3 separate regions of the Zea mays genome follow, and regions 1 and 3 are each linked to region 2. The links are chromatin contacts, called in public Hi-C maps. All regions are on one chromosome and are shown on one strand. Each heading gives the region's core, a stretch centred on a gene start, on an enhancer-like site or on the middle of the called end of the contact. The rest is flanking DNA. Distances are from core to core; before and after follow the strand shown. Region 1 holds the start of LOC103637875. Region 2 holds the start of LOC100286291. Region 3 holds the start of LOC100384406.

The links. Hi-C and Micro-C count contacts between places; a contact is called where the count stands out from the background.
Region 1: a Hi-C map of leaf shows a contact between it and region 2, with 5 times the contacts expected there. The contact joins the promoter of LOC103637875 here to the promoter of LOC100286291 in region 2. A contact is called at or near these places in 2 of 25 Hi-C or Micro-C datasets (both in leaf).
Region 3: a contact with region 2 is called in a Hi-C map of tassel, with 3 times the contacts expected there. The contact joins the promoter of LOC100384406 here to the promoter of LOC100286291 in region 2. A contact is called at or near these places in 3 of 25 Hi-C or Micro-C datasets (endosperm, leaf and tassel).

The regions. Positions count from the first base shown.
Region 1 is chr9:8,566,195-8,569,850 of Zm-B73-REFERENCE-NAM-5.0, forward strand. It overlaps LOC103637875, which reads right to left and starts at 1,861. Exons shown (of 18, transcript XM_020544287.2): 1 at 1,528-1,861; 2 at 1,239-1,420. The coding sequence starts at 1,700.
Region 2 is chr9:8,836,032-8,840,006 of Zm-B73-REFERENCE-NAM-5.0, forward strand. LOC100286291 reads left to right here and starts at 2,664. Exons shown (of 18, transcript NR_182260.1): 1 at 2,664-3,051. It also overlaps the pseudogene LOC100272230.
Region 3 is chr9:8,458,486-8,462,006 of Zm-B73-REFERENCE-NAM-5.0, forward strand. It overlaps LOC100384406, which reads right to left and starts at 1,658. Exons shown (of 23, transcript NM_001362358.1): 1 at 1,131-1,658; 2 at 263-386. The coding sequence starts at 1,340.

The sequences.
Region 1 (3,656 bases), core at 611-3,110, 270 kb before region 2:
GTCGGACAGATACCAGTAGCATAATGGGTTTCATTTTTTAAGATTGGAGCGACAAGTAGTTGCCAAATTAAGTAGCCAAGGGTGGCAAAACAGTAGGAATAACCAGGAACGAGGTAGTAGTAGTAATAATAATGCTTTTATGCAGTGTAATGGCAAAAATCCAAATTTCTCACGGAGAGATTTGGATTTTTGCCATTACAGAGAATGGGCTTTACAAAATTGCCATCAGGCCCCCACAAGTCAGAGACTCGGTGTGGTACAGCTGTTAGTGTAGGTTCAGGTCAGCTCCTTAAGAGCAACTCCACCAAGCTTCTACTTGAGTCCGCATCTTATTTTGAGAGCTCAAACACATGAAAAAGCTCTTCAACCGATCCCCTATTCAAGCCCCGATGGATGAGGTCCTCTCAGCCTCTGATCCTTCTTATTCCTACTTTCTCTTTTTCCATAAAGCTGGCAAGTGGTCCAATAAGTAGAGTCTAAGACAGTACAACGTAAAGTAGTGAAAATTTTAGGGTCTTTTGGTTGGGCTTTTGAGCCTGCTTTTGCTTTTGCAAAAAAAAAAAAAAAAAAAAAAAAAAAAAAAAAAACCAACCAAAGGGTTGAAAAGCCACAACTATTTTGGGCAAAAGCTGCTTTTGCCCTAGTACAAAACTGAAAACAGCTCACCCCTGCTTTGAAGATGGACAACTTCTAAAAGTTATCCACCTATCACTAGTTATGAAAATATTGATTTGTTTTTTTTTCTTGTTTTCCATATCCAACCTCTTCACATCCATGATCCTGTGACTCTTTTCTCATCTCATGCCTCCGGCGGGTGGCGATGCTCCTTCCTCTCCCGTGCTCGGCTCCGAAGACCGTTCCTTCTCTAGCCTCCCCGCAGCGAGGTCACCACCTCGAGCATAGCCTTGGCCTGGCCACCGCGGGCGAGCATGACCTCGACCGCTATACAGGCGAGCGTGGATCCGCCGTCGCGAGGGAGCACAACCTCAACCGGGGATCCACCCAGAGGCCAGAGGAAGAAGATGAGGCTTACGTATGGGGTTTTGTCACTAAGAGAAGCTGACAATATTTTTTCCAAAAACCAAAGCTGTTGAACCAAATTGCTTTCAGCTTTCGCACAACATTGAAACTTAGGGGATTGTGTTTGCGTTGAGAAGTATGAGATGAAATATGGGTGAGGGACTCTCATTTGAAAAATAGAGGGGCACATTTGAGTGCTTCGTTGGAATTGCTCTTACCTCCTATTGTCTGCCTGTACAGACGCTGGTCAGTGTAATTAGAGAACACAACGGTGTCCCCTTGCACGGCGAATGCCCCACCACCGTACTCCTGCGCCAGGGACCGCACCGCGAAACCCTGCGGCGTCACATCAAGAGCCTTACCGCCTGGTCCTGCCGCTTCCTTCACGAGGACCGCGCGCCTGAAGACGAAAAAACACAGCTAGAGATAAAAACATCTTGCGCAACGCTGGGTTCTAAAATTTGTGAGTGGCAGCAGTGGAAACGGGAACTAGATCGTTAGGCGTACCCTCCATCCTCGGGGCGCGTCTCCACCCAGACGAGCCGGCCGTCGCCAGCGATTGCAAACCCCTCGGCGGTCCTCCCGGCGGCGGAGACGACAGCGGCGCTGATCGGCGACTCCCAGGAACCGTACGGCGCGGTCGACTTACCGGTGGCGCCCGATGCGATGCGGGGGTGCATTGCCGCCGTCAGGTCGCAATCGAGCGGCGGCGGGTCGGGGCAGTGGATGTGAGAGAGAGGCCCGGGCACGACGGGACGGGGACGAAGTCAGTGTGTTGACTGAATGCCTCAACGAGCTGACTCTAGCGCCTAGCGGCTTCCAGCCTTCCACAGTTCCACGTGCAGAAGCGTAAGCGGCGTCCGCATTAGGGCATGTACAACCTAGACACTGCTGCACGGTCCTCTAAGTACAAGACACAGCTAAAACACGACATAATACAATGGTCATGTCTAAAACATGTGTCTTACCATATTCATTGTACCAATCAGAGCATTCAATAAATTAAAGTGACCAATCAGCTAGTCTCCTGTCTCGAACATAGAGCTAAGACACTGTGTCTTCGTCAAGATACATGTCTTGAGTTTTTTTACATTCACCCCCCTAGACACACTCTAAGACACAACTTAAGATACCCATTGTACATGCCCTTAGAGATGGCAACGGTTATCTGAAACTCGATGGTTCGTTAGTGTTATGAGTTTAGGTTAATTTTCGTATTTGTATATTTGTTAATATTAGTAAATCTATATCCGATGGATTTATGGGTACGGATTTGTTCCTATAATATTTAAACTCGTGAATCCATGAGTTTTCAAACCCGACCAAACCTAGTGCATATTGTTATTTTATTTTATAAACGAAAAAAACTTGTTATCTCCCTATTTACTTCCTAATTTTTATCAAATAGTGAATATATAAGTAGTCGGCGAGAGTGTTGCTGGTTTGCTATTATAGTTTTTACTAACGTTATATATGTAGTGGATAGATAACTTAGTGCATGGTTACTTAATTATACAACTTATTATTTATATTTCATTCTCTCTACTATTAATTTTTATACCAAATCATAAACTCGTTGTTCATCACATAAATTCTGGACCATGTTCTCATTAATCATTACGATACTTATTGATTATGAGAATAACAAGCATATTGGAGATGAAACACGCGGGGTAACCCGTGGGTACCCGCTAACCCGATGGGTACGGGTTTGGGCAAAATTTTAAACTCGTCGTGGGTACTGGTTTTTTAATGGATATAGATTTTTTTTCACGGGTATGGGTTTGGGATGGCAAAATCCAGCGGGTTTTGTACCCGTTGCCATCTCTAGTCCGGATGCATAGCCTAGGAGCAACTCAGAAAACACCTAAACTAACCTGAAATCTATACTACTGCTATTAAAATCTTGTCACAACCAGTACTGAGGTGAGTGCTATGTAGATATGGCAGAGATTAGGGTTAAACTGGGCCTAACTACAGCCTAATCTTTGCTTGTAATCTGGTTCATATATTAGCCTATAAATACTTATAATTGTTGTACCAGAAGGGATTAAGAAATCATTTGAAAGAAAATAGACACCATACCGGTTCACCTTGTTCGCCATCGGTGGCTTATGTGAGGGAAGCGTCGTATCTGTGATTGTCATGAACTCACGTCTAGGGTTTCGCGACGCCAAGGCCACGAGTCGTGACAATTTAGTATCAAAGCCATTGATCTCGGTGCTATTAAGACGGCGCCAGTCGTGAAACCGTCTGCTCAGACTCGTTTCGTGATGGAAGCAATGACGTCTGCATAATAGAAAGGAGAATAGAAGTGGGAGCAGATGATGGACCGAGTGGTGAGGAAGTTGGAGACGGTGGAGTCTGGGCATCATCGCTTGGAAGGACAGGCGGAAGTCTCCGCCATGGTAGCGAAGAATGCAGAAGAAGAACGTACCATTCTGGCCAGGCAAATGGAAGAGACGAGCAAGGTGGTGGCGTGTCAATGTTTGGAGGTGATGGCCAGAGAACTGGAAGGTAATGGGTCTGGTTCATCATGAGAGGTGAATGATCAAGGGGATTAAAACCGGGGAAGAGGAGAGATGAACCAGAATCAGATCAGAGAGGAAAATGACCAAGGTGTAGGGGGCGAGGAC
Region 2 (3,975 bases), core at 1,414-3,913:
AAATGTTGTGATAACTTAGTTCGGTTGACCTATGATTTTTTTCCAACACATGAAAGCTTTGTGTGTGGCATTATAAAAGACTCTGGGCTATCTGGAGTTCATGGAAGATTTGGTATAACACTTCTAATCCTAGACCATTTTAGCTTTTGCTAATGCGATCTTAGGTCCTATCCTATGTCTGTCCTGAGACTAATTCAATCCAGGCAACTCAAATAAAAAGCAACAAATGACAGTCAACTAATGTCACAATGGTGTAAAGAAGTAATCAGATTCCAAATGTCATCAGGCCCAACCAGCAGAAATTCTACACCATGAGATTATAAGAACAAAGAAAAAGATTCAGACCCCACCCACCCCAAATCATAGTCAGGTACAGCTGGACAGGCCCCACCTGTTTTTGTAAACTTGATAGGAAGAATTGGAAAATTGTACATGGACCTATACAGAGCTGACGCCCACATAGTTTATAGACAAAACAAATGAACTATCAAGCAACACAAGAGTCAAGCCAGGTTTAATGATGCAAATGCAATTAATTACCAAGATACATGATTAAAAGGAATAGGTAACGATTCATACAAGAAAATGCACGTGTTAATTAAGAGGATTTTCAAGAAAAAATATCGTCTTTTGCTACTGAATAAGCATGAAATACTTCATTATGAGGAACATAATGGATGGATCCAAAACCAGAGTGCATGAAAAATTCAGTCACACATAAGGAGATATTTTGTTGTTTGAAGAGTTGGGTGAGATCAACCATTGGATAACTTGATTTTGAAGCAGACAAGGAATGGATCGCCTCCATTGCTAAACCAGCGTCCCTGCTGAAGCCCTGTTCACCTTAAAATTCAAAGGGGCAGGTTGTTATATTAACCAATATAATATCACATTCCAAGATACAAGAAGCAGCTTGACCAATAACTCTAAGAGCAAATTATAAAGCAACAATACAAGATGATTGGGGAAATTTGGGGGCGAATATCCTAATCAACTCTTTAACTTAAACTCAACCTAAACAAAATACCCTCCCGTAGGTCCTCTCATGCCTAGAACTGGGCGCTCAAGAATTAATGGTTTCATTTCCCACGCCAGTACATCACAGAATAAATCATGAGTTGGAGTATAACTGTATGAGATCAGCAGACAGTGCTAGTAGTTCAACACACCACTGCCAAAAAATATCAGAGGAATAGATTCACCAAAACATCCACTATAAATTTAAGACTCTACGTTCCAGTCTGATGTATTTGTTACTCATAAGCTAGATACCAGAAGAACAATCAAAACCATGATGCCTTTAAATATGTCTAAGTAATCTATTCAACACATTTCCTTCATTTGTGATACTAAGATCATGAAATCAGAGTCACAGCAGCCACTCAGTCATGATACCACTTGTCATGAGTGTTACTGCTAGCAAGATATACAACATAGGAACATCACATCTAAGGACCAAACAGTTCATCAAGACATTCAGAGGATGACATGCAATCGATCAATCACACATCATTCAGCACCAACAAACAGATCCAGCATACACCACCTAGCAGTCATCCATCACAGTACAAAGGATGCGATGTGGCGGTGATGGTGGTGTACCTGTTGGCGTGGAACAGCGTGGCTGGGCCGAGGTACTCCTCTGGGTTCCACCAGTAGGACGGGCAGGAGGTGGAGCAGCAGGCGCAGAGGATGCACTTGTACATGCCATCGAGCTTGGCCCGGTCGGCCTTGGTCTGCGGGATCTCCTTGCCCTGCTGCGGGGGCTGATCCTTGCACTTGAGCCATGGCTCGATGCTCCCCACCGTCGGGGCACCATCAGCTCCTACGGACTGCGGCGACGCGGTGGACGTGGATCCGAGGACGCTACGGCAGCGGACTTCATCTTGGCGTGGACCTCGAGGTCGACGTCGATGCAGAAGAGGATGTCCTCTCCGGGGAGGTGGGTCGACGGCAGCGAGTACGCCGAGTAGCGCGGTGCCGACGGCGGTGCGGGGTCCGACACCATCGGGCGGTCATCGGGAGCTCAGCAACGACCATGCTCGCGACACAGCTGCTCCTGATCCGGTGATGGGGTTCCTGGTTCCTGGACGACTCCTTCAACTGGGAATGGGGGCGGCTGGAAGTGAGCGAGGATGGAAGGGGAGCGTGGCATGGGGGCGACGATGGAAGGCAGGGCTGTGACCTTGCATACGACGGAATCAGGGCGCCGAAGCGAGATCTGCGGGCGTGGCTGGCGGGCGGAATCAGACGGGCGCGGCGCCTGGTGTGGGAGAGGGAAATAGGATTTTAGGGGCTGGAAATGCCGGCTGCCGCTGCCGCGCGCGGAGGGGGTGGAGGGCGTTGATGGCGGCTTCGATCACGGCTTCAGGGAGCGGAGCTAAGGGGAGGATGTCGGGGGCAGAACGTCCACCCTGTGCACGCCTACGCTGCATTCTTAAGAGATAGTAGAGATATACTTTATTTTATGCGTTACTTAAATATCTTATAATCGAATTAATAGTAAATCATAAAAAACGAGTATATGATATCTGTTAACACTATAATATATCGAAAAGATATAGAGAACAAAATTTTTAGAGTATATAGTAAAGGATAGAAAATATTTTTTTATTAGATGGAATTTAGAGAGAATTTGCTAGGGACATCAAACAGCTACATGTGAGTTGTGACTGTGAGAAGAGGAACCCCTCCGCCGCCCCCGAAAAAACATATAAAACAGAACCCTCGCATCCTGTAAATGGCGACACGCCTCGCCTCCATCTTCTCTGCCGTGCGCAGCCCCACCTCAGCCCCGCCCCACACTCTCCGCCGCGCTCTCCCAAGCTTCAGCTACCGGCGAGCGCATCCATCTCAGCCCCGCATGTCCTCCTCTTCAGCCGCCTCCTCCGCGCCGCCGGCCGCCGAGAAGCCTACAGTGGCGCCGTTCGGGTCCTGGAGGTCGCCCATCACTGCGGACGTCGTATCTGGCGCGGATAGGCGCCTCGGCGGTATCGCTCTCGCTGGAGATGGACGCCTTCTCTGGATCGAGGGCCGCCCCGAGGAGAAAGGGTAAATGAAATCCGCTCCCGAGGTTTAGTGGCCAAGGCGTTGACATTCGACGCGCTCGCGATAATGTTTCTGAAAGTTTTAGTGTTGCTGCTTGCTAGTTTTTAGTAACATATTTTGATTAAACCCAAGTTGCTTAAGTGGCCTTGCCCAACCTGATTAAGGTCCTGTTTGTTTTGTTTCAAGATTATATAATCCAACTTATGGATTATATAAGCACCTATTGACCTGCTCATGGATTGTCATAATCTAGGTATCATAATCTAGCTTAAATAATCTAGATTATGATACCTAGATTATGATAATCCATAAGCAGGTCATAATCTGGATTATATAATCCTGGAAGTAAACAAACAGGGCCTAAGCCTGGATCCAACGCTACCCATTGATGTGGCATTTGGACCTGAGTACCGACTGGTCGTTCTATTCCCATGCAAGGGTTGGGCCATACTCTTTAAACTTTGACTAGCCATATCTATGAAAGTGTCTAGAAAAAGTTCGATTTACGGAAAAACTAGATGGACTTATATTTTTTATCAGAGTAATTTGAGAATCAGAATTATATTACATTTTGTTTCTGCACTCTGCATGTCTGCACACTTGCATGCTAATTGCTAATCAACATGATGTCACAAGAATGTTGCTGTATAATGAACATATTGTCAGAATGTTAGTATCTGGCAATCATTGAATGTTTGTTGCTTCCATTGGTGCACATATCGATTACATCTGCTTTATAGTGCAATACATTCAACTGTCCCAAAATAGTTGACACTTAATTTATACCTAAATCATAGCTAAAGTGTCAACTATTTTGGGATGGAGGGAGTAGTTCTCAAATTTGTATCCATAGAAGCTTTAAGCTTGGAAATAGGGGCTAGAGGTAGACGATAATGGAACGAGCCCCTCCTAACTTATATTTGTAGA
Region 3 (3,521 bases), core at 408-2,907, 380 kb before region 2:
ACCATATGGTGTGCTGATCAACTAAACACCACTAGAGCATATAACTTATGTTAAGAAACATACAAGCTCATTGTTACTGATCCTAGGAAAGAAAACACTATGATGATTAACATTATCAGATCAACCAAAGCAATGCATAGAAGAAGAAAAAACAAAATTGAGTTCAATGATGATCAAGGGTGCTCCCTTAATGATCCAAGGGTAGCAGAACAAGAAATGCTTCAATTTACTGAAAGACATGAAAAAGAGATGCTGAGCTTACCTAATTTTCGAGTTCTGTCGGCAAGAAATCCAAGATAACGGGTGACACGGCCCAATTTTGCATTAGAATACTCAAGGAGGTCGCTAGCTTCCTGTCTAAGCTCCAAGCAGTCCTCTCTAGCAAGCTACAAAAGGAGTTTAAAAATGTCAGTTGGCAATAACTGAGTTGATGGCAACAAAGGGAGACAAGGAGCATGAAGTGGATAAATAAACTATAATGGGCAATAACAAATCTGATTTGATGCAATACTATCATGCCAAAAAATGGTATAAAGATACTAAAAATGGATAAAAGGGTAGACCAGGCACTGAGGCGGGGCTATAACTCTTTGCACTCGTTCGTTCCCAGTGATCAGCAATATTACTTCTGACACTTGCAATAATTCAACAAGTAAAACATATTAAGGCCACACTACAACAGCATCATCTGTCCAACCACATGAAACTAAAGCACATGGGCCTGGCAAACACATCCCTTCACCTGAATTTGTGTCAATCTAACACATTCTAATTTTGGTGTTCCCGTCCAACAAATTTCAATTTTCCCAACATCTATCTGCAACAGAACCACCACAACCAAATAGATCGAGCAAAATGGTATCCAATCAAACCACCACAGCCACCAATAATCCTTACAATCTGTGTCACTGTGTCAATGAACTTTTGCTAACTCATAAACCTGTCAAGGGAGCTATACAAAGTCATCCCAATTTTCCCGCTCAACTTATGCAAAATATTTCATCAATGGCGGCATTCCAGCACCAACAATACCAGCTTGCGGCACACCTGAGGACAAATCGAGCTACAACCAGACAAAACAAAAGGCATCAACCGTTACCGAACCAGAACTCAAGAGGCGAGACGAGCACCTGGACGCTGTCCACGAGCTGGTCCAGCTGGTCGGCAACGGGCACTGCGCCGGCCGAGGCGCGGGGAGCCCCAGCGGAGGGGCGGGGCATCATGGCCGTCGGCGGAGCCCGCGGCATAGCGGTCGGTGCCGACGCTGCCTGCGTCGTCGCCGGCTGCGGCGGCTCGAACCCCGACACGTCCCAGGACCAGGTGCGGCGCGAGTCCGCCATTGGCGCCGCAGCGACCGGAAACCCTAGATCGCGACAGGAAAATGAACCGAGGTTTTGCAATGAGGAGATGCGGGAGGAGGAGGAGAAGGAGGTGGTGGTGGAGGTGGCGATGGCTGTGGCTGTGGACGGAGGAAGCCGCCCGGCGCCCGCCCCTATTCTATCTATCGCTTCGAGGGGGAGAGGGCGGAGGACAGGAGCCAGAAATTTTTCCGCTTTCGCATTTCAGTTTGTTGCTTCTCCTTGTTGCGTTGGACCGCCTCGGCTGTGGGGTCGTGGTGGAACCGTGGAAAGCTTTTTGGCATCGGTTTCTGTTCGTTTCCGGGTGTGGTTTGAAATCGAGGGGCCCACGGGTGGGGAACACAACTACATGCAATGCAAGAGGGAAGTCGTGAAGGGAGTAACTGCTGGGCGTACCCGCGTTTCACTAATAAATATAAACATGACGTTATTTAGGCAAGACTCAATAAAAAAGTTATAAAAGTTTTATAAATATTAAATAAACCTATATAGTATAATATTAATAAAGAGAAATAAGTAAAATTATAAAGTAAAATAAATTTTATAAAGATAAAACTTATCTACACCCGAATTTAAAGGCAAATTCAGATGCAACTCATATGTGTAACTTGATCAAGTCTCACACATATGATAACTCGGGTACACAGAAATTGATGTCACATCTTTAATATATAATAAAAGTTTCGTACAAAATAGCTAAATAAAATACATCATGTGACAACAATGATCCTACACAACCAAAGTTGACTAGGAGACAACGACCTAGTCCTCTCTGAACTCATCTTCGTAGCAATCTTCCTCCGGCGGTACCTGTTCTTGACCTGTTGTGATTATAACAAAGCTCTCATACGTTCATCGCTCAATAAGTGTGGGAAAAGTGTGGTGTAAGGCTTACCAAGGAGAATAGTTAATGTTAGGCATTTTCTTTTAACTTTGTTGGTCAAAATGTTATTAGCAGTTTACTAAGTATAAATGTATACCAACCAAATTAAATAATGGATCATAATGAATAATAAATCCCACAATGCAATGCATGACGGATTAAGTTTAATTCCATAATTTACTCATGTGACGGTCCGAGCCGCTCTTAACCGTGAGCACCACTAATGTATCAGTTTTACACTCTGCAGAGGTTGCACATCTTTACCCGCAAGACATGTTTCTCTTTTAGACTAGGTTAGCTGGACCCTTAGACACTTCCAATGTGAATAGCTAGAGATCCACTGTAATGTCTTTACAAAGTTCCACTAGCTTGAGAAAACATGCTACGGTTTCAGGCAAAATGGACCATAGGCCTTTTTTCACGGGCTTAACCCCATCGCAGTAATTACAGCCAGCATTATGCCCTATAGCGATTCACTCTCCGCTTGCCCCTTTCAGGTAAGGTAATCTATCACCAACTTTCCTAATTGATTGGCCAAGAGCATCATGTTCCACCCCTTGTGGTAGCACTGTAGTCTCGAGTGGTTGCTCCATGTTCCAATTAACCATTGTGATCTTAATATGCACAATAATAAATAATCCAACAATATATCATAATGAAACGTGACCATAATTCATAAGTATTATTAACCCAAAAACTAGGTAGAGCAATAGCAATACTATCCAATAGTTCATTTGTATGCAATATGCAGAGTAAATAAAACCAGGTAACCTATCAGGTTCCATCAATTTAATCTGACTGTGCCATGGTGATTAACAGAACCATAAATATTATCTTTTACTTGTGAATTCAAGTGCTTCTCAAAGTTGGGCTTCGGGTTCCTCGTAACCTCGCTTCTACTTGTAGTAATGTACACAAATAAGCAAACAATGGATACAAATAACATTACACTAAACATAAAAACAAACTAAATAATAATATTTTACGCGTCAAGACGAAATCGTAGATTCTAGAACCACTAAATTCAGAGTTAAAACAAAGAAGATATGAATTTTCTAAGATTTATTGAACTAATTATACACTTCAAATATTTATTGGAGTTATATATATATATATATATATATATATATATATATATATATATATATATATATATATATATATATATATATATATATATATATATATATATATATATATATATATACCATCTAACATTGGACGTCGGGTTCTATTTATCAAAAGCCTAAGGTTTAATTTGCAAAATTTAGGATTGTTCG